Regions from separate parts of the Canis lupus genome. Here region 2 is linked to region 1. The links are chromatin contacts, called in public Hi-C maps. All regions are on one chromosome and are shown on one strand. Each heading gives the region's core, a stretch centred on a gene start, on an enhancer-like site or on the middle of the called end of the contact. The rest is flanking DNA. Distances are from core to core; before and after follow the strand shown. Region 1 has its middle 63 kb from the start of MAPT. Region 2 has its middle 18 kb from the start of MIR8885.

The links. A called contact is a pair of places that touch in the nucleus more often than the background predicts.
Region 2: a contact with region 1 is called in a Hi-C map of blood, with 3 times the contacts expected there. The contact joins two enhancer-like sites. A contact is called at or near these places in 2 of 9 Hi-C or Micro-C datasets (amygdala and blood).

What each region holds. Positions count from the first base shown.
Region 1 is chr9:17,311,560-17,314,307 of UU_Cfam_GSD_1.0, reverse strand. No RefSeq gene overlaps it. Among named protein-coding and RNA genes, the nearest start is that of MAPT, 63 kb to the right of the region's middle. Within about 2 kb of position 1,332, at least 1 of the 20 cell types and tissues checked has an H3K27ac peak or open chromatin away from gene starts, as enhancers often do. A contact at or near this core is called in blood, where this site is marked.
Region 2 is chr9:17,455,134-17,457,833 of UU_Cfam_GSD_1.0, reverse strand. No RefSeq gene overlaps it. Among named protein-coding and RNA genes, the nearest start is that of MIR8885, 18 kb to the right of the region's middle. Within about 2 kb of position 1,318, at least 13 of the 20 cell types and tissues checked have an H3K27ac peak or open chromatin away from gene starts, as enhancers often do. A contact at or near this core is called in blood, where this site is marked.

The sequences.
Region 1 (2,748 bases), core at 83-2,582:
GCTTTTACCTTCTCTTGCCATTTGGATTATAGCTCATACAACTTAAAATTTTATTTAGTTTTCAAAGTACCTTCCTTGTACTTGTTTTGTTTACTTCTCAGTAAACTTGTAAGGTGTTAAACTTCAGTTTGGTAGATCAAGAAAAGGCTTAGAAAAGTGCTTTTTCTAAGGCTGAATGGCTACTGAATTTATAAATTCGAGTCATCTGGTGCCTACCCTTCGTTTCACTGTAACATGCTTCTTCCCCGCCAGGTTAATAAAATAGAGAAATCAGTTTTCTGTGCATTCCTAGACTTTGCAGATGGAGCCATCAGGAAGACTTAGAAATACTTCTTGGCTTACTCTCCTAGGATCACAGTGTTGAATTGTATGGTCTCATATTTGAGTAAAGAAGCCTGAAGCCTGTAGTTAATTCTGATTCTGATAAAGCCTCTTCCATTCTCGCTGAGTATCAGCTTATAAACATGGTGATCATTTGTCAACAGTGTTACCACATACAGTTGTGAATTGCCTTCCTCATCGCCTAGTCACATATGCTCAGACTGTTTGCCTGACAACTACTGCTCTTACACTTCCTACTCCATCCCATTTCAAGCAGCTGTAGTTAGCACTGATGGAGAACGGAGGGAAAGATGGGGAGATTCCTTTCTCTGGTCTTTACTTTCCTGCCTGCCTTTAAGTACTTTTTCTCCCTGTCTCACATAGCTCCTTACCATGATACTGGGGCTTGGGCAAGAGAGTTGGTCATTAAATCTCCTTACGAGACTGTAAAGGAGAATATAAATATTTTATTATTTCAAGTAGGATGTATGAACATATTTGCCTGTGGATAAATTAGACTTATGGATTGACCTGGGGAAGACAGTTACCATATCTAATATTGTTTTTGTTGGGATAATTTTGCTTTGATCCAAACAAATACCACATACCAAATGTTTGTAAATTTGTAAGATTTTCACAAAGATGCCCAACTCCAGAGGGCACCATTATTCTGTGTGAATAGCACCTTCTAAATATTGAGATACCCATATATCATTGTGTAGAATAGTAAGTAAGAGTGAAGATGAGCAGCCAGTGTAATACTGTGTGGGTCAAATACACATGCACCTGAGCTCTTGACCATCCGTTTACAGCCTCTTCTCTAGAAGGTAGAGATGGCAGGATTTTCAAGTAGTTTAGTAATGTTTCCTAACCAGTTTGTAGGTAGGGTGGTGACCAACTGCAGCTTTTAATCCTAGAGTTCTGTCCTCCATGTCGACCATACACCTCAGCTGTTCACATTAAGTGTGGCTAGAGATGAAAGAATTTGAGGAGCTGTGTGCCTGGCGGGAAGGTGGAGGCTTTAGGGTGTGATAACTCTTTAGTACTCCAAGGAGGAGGAGCTTGCTTCCTTATCAAGCCAGTTAATCCTTAGCTTGAAATAAAAAGGATGTTTAAACCTTTGTGGAAAGAATGTTAACTTGAATTTAGGCTTCATAAGAGCACCACCTGCTGGCCTTTGAAGATCTATGCTATTTTGAGAGAGTTTACCAAGACTGGTAGATATAAGTCTACTGCAGTTTACCAGCAGGAGGAGGAAGTGAGTATTATAAAACAACCTTAGAAAATTTGCTTGAGAAAATGGTGGAAAGTAATGAGCAAAACAATCAAGTGAATCATGGAATGTCAGACCCCGGTGAGCATGAAGTCAAGGTGTTTTCATTTTGTCTGAGGCAGTAGTAACTTAAAATGATATTAGTTTCCTTCTATTTCCTATTTCCTGTTTTAACACTTCTGTTTTCCTGTTATTGACCCTATCAAGCATCGGCACCCTCTCCTTTGATAATGGCACTTTAATGGCATGGCCTATGTGGGTATGGAATGTCTGAAGTCCTTTAGTTGAATGGGTCCCTGTTGTGTTCTCTTCCATTTCATACTTTTTCATTGCTTACTTTCAGGTCCTGCATATCTAATCCATTTCAGCCCTTTAGCTCTACATGGATCTCAGGTGTTATTACTTCTACTTAGAGCATGAACTCAGACCAGCATTTCCTAAGAGATCATTTTTGTTCATTAACTGGGAGATTTAACCGACTTCCTGTTCACTCTTATATGAAAGCAGTTAAACACATAGCATACTTCTACCAAAGTATAACAGCCTGAGTCCTTTCAGCAGTTTATTATTATCCCTAACTGCTTCTTCATTGGGTTTATAGGGGAAATTGCTCTTGATTGTGCTGAATATCTCAACTCCAAGGCACAAGGTGGTATCAATTGTAGCAGCTTCTACTTCAGAGCATTCAGGTGAGGGGAGGGGATTAGGTATGGAGCTGGAGTCTGAGATAACGTGTGCTTACTCTTATTGATTGATATTGGCTTTCTGGACTTAACTCCGTAATTTTTAAAGATGCACCTGAGGTCTTAGGGTGTAGTAGGAAAGAGTGTTATGAGTTTAGCTTTTGCCTGCAGCAGAGGGAGAGCTAGAACATGTGTGCTGAGACGTTACCTGCCCAGACCTAGGCCTGCCACCTCATTTTACAGATAAAGCTAAAATCTGGCTAAGTGGTTTGTTTTTATTTTCACGTTTTACTCAGTGATGGAATTAGGACCTGAATCCAGGCCTACTTATTTCCAGTCCAGTGCTATTTTCCATTATAAATCAGGTCGCTCATATTCCTTCCTACCTCCTTTATTCCTGGCTTAATTTTCAGGTTTGGGAGAGCAATGACAAGGGAAAATAAAAGGGAAAAAAATTAAATCATTAGTCTT
Region 2 (2,700 bases), core at 69-2,568, 140 kb before region 1:
GGATGGTAGAATTATATTTGTGTGACGCGTTGCATTATATTGCTTTTTTGATCTAGAAAAGGTTTCATTATTCTAAGGCCTCATTTTGGGAGAGGAATAAAATACTTTGTCGACAACCTGGCCATGAAAAATTAGGTAAAATGCCACCACTTTAAACCAACTCGGGTTGGAAAGTGGGAAGTTTGCTTTTTGTTGTGAGATTTGGGTTTCTCTGTGGAGTTCTTTGTTAAACTTTTAGCATAGCAGTGAACTTCCTTTTGGTGGCGACAGGAAGCATAAATACTCATTGTGTAATGACATTTGCCTGCTTTGGCGGATCTGCCAAGCCATGACACCCAAAACAAGACGCGTGCTTCTTAACGAAAACTACAGTTCCCAGCGGGCCCGGCGCGGGTGGGCCATCACTTCCCCTCTCGCTCCCGTCTGTCCCTTCCCGGGCTGGCCCGGCGCGGGCCCAGGCCTGCGCTTGCGCAATGACGACGTGCGCCTTTTTTTTTTTTTTTTTTTTTTTTTCCACCCTGGCGGCTGCGGAGCGCAGCGCCGGGGCTAGTGCCCAGGCGTGCTGCAGTGTACGGAGGCAGTCGGCTAGGACAAAGGGCGGCAGAAAGCGCTTCACTGGTCAGGGAGCTTCCTACCCGATTCAGCGCGCATTTAGCCCTGGGACAGTGTGGCACCGGCGGCATTAGCCTGTTTACTACACAGTGCAAACAGTTCCTCGCTCACGTCCTCTTGCTCCGCCGCGCCTGCCCGCCTTGCCCCTCATAGCCGGCGCGCGGCCCCGCCAGCCCCAGCGCGGAGGGAATGTGACGGCGTCAGTGCCTCAGGTTAGCCTCACCTCGGCCGGAGCGAGGGCCTGCTCCCGTCTGCTCCCGCCTGCCGCAGTGCCGCGTGCAGTCGCCGCACGTCTGGGAGCCGCTGGGTCCCGGCGCCGCGGCCTCCGCAGATGGAGGTGCAGAAACAGCGGCCGCGGCGAGGAGCCATGACTGAGGCGGCGGAGGCGGCGGCGGCGGCGGCGGCCGCGCCTCCTGGCGGCCCGCGGGGGTGGCGCGGCGGGCGCCCCCTGGCGGCGCGCCGGGGCGGAGCGGCCCTTCGCCGCCGCAGCCGCAGCCGGCGGAGGCGCTGCTGTCCCTCCTCCCCGTGTCCCCGGCGCTCGCCCGCTCGCTCGCTCGCTCCATTCTCCCTCCGCTTCAGATTAAAGGGGGGGAGGGAAAAGGAGCTCGGCCGCCATTTTCCCAGTGCCGCCGCCACCGCCGCCACCGCTCGCCGAGCCGGCGGGAGAACCGAGCACCGTAGCGAAGCCGACTCGTCTCGCCGCGGCGGCGCGGGGGGCGGCCGGAGCGCGCTCCCCGGCCGGGAAGAGGCGTGCGGGGGTGGCGGCCGGGGTGCGGGCTCGGGCTGCAGACGGCGGCGCTTGTTTGTGCGGGGCGGGGGGGCGGCTTCACCCTCTGCCCCCGCCCGCCGGCTCCCCCGGCCGGGCTGCGGTCCCCGGCCGTGCCCAGGCCCCGCCGGAGCCGAGGAAGGCCGGAGAAGGGGCCCGAAAGAGAAGAAAAAGCGGCCGCTCCCCGCCGCCGCCGCCTTCCCCTCCCCCTCCGCCTCGTCCCCCCCCGCCCGGAAAGTCAGGGCGGCTCCGGGCGCCGGGGGGGAGGAGAGCGGCGGGCCCGGGCCAGAGCCGCCGCCGCGCGCCCCCGCCTGCCGCCGCCGGCCCTCGGCGCCCAGGCCGGGGGCTGTTTGCAAACTGCGCCCATTTTGTGGGGCTGAATCCGCCCGGGCAACGCTCCTCCATCACGTGGTAGGTGCTGCTGCTGCTGCTCCTCTCCTCCTCCTCCTCCTCCCGCTGCCCTTTCTCCTTCTCCTCGCTCTCCCTGTGGCTCCCATTTCTCTCTCTCTTTGTTAGTTGTAACTAGAAAGGCAGGGCAGGGCAGGAAAAATCCCCGGAACTTTAAATGGCCTCTCCGGGCTTCCCCGCTGCGGGTCCGGGGCTGGGAGTCGCCCCAAGGGCGGGGGTGTGCGGGGGCCCTTCCCCACCAGCTGCCGCCTCGTTCGCCAGCTTTTCCTTTGGCGTTCTATTTAAAAATGCGGCCTTAAGAACACGATTTATTCCCGTAAAAAAAAACCCCAAACAAACTCTGGCTCTCGCCTTGAACTTCTCTTGACTGCAGAAGGCCTTTCTCTGCTCGAAACACATCTTGCGCGTTTCACGGTGTGTATCACAACTCTGATTGTTAAGTCAGATGGTTATTTGTTTCATGTATTTATTATTTTTGTTGCCTGTATATTGAGGTCACTTACATTTTCAGATCTAGTCTCCCTCAGGCGGACGTGTTTGTTTGTTTTTTAAAAAAACTAAAGAGGAAGAGGCATTTATTTGCTTTTAACTGAGTTTGGGGGGCCTGTTTTCCGGCTGTCTTTTGATTCTTCAGCAAATAGTTCGATTGTTTTCTGTACGATAAACAACGTTAACCTCCTGTTTTACTTAAAAATCCTTTTGTTTTCCATTGTCGGGATCCCAGTGTGGTTTTTTTGGAGAAACACGTTACTTAACTATTGCTTATTGATTGCCTTAGGGGGAGAGGGGGTGACATGATGGCGCCACTTTAAATTGCTCTTTCCTCCTCTGCTTTTTCCTCTTTATTTTGGAGGCCACTGGAGCATTTTTCGTTAATTGTTAATAAAACTGTATTTGAGAGTGTTAACAATACA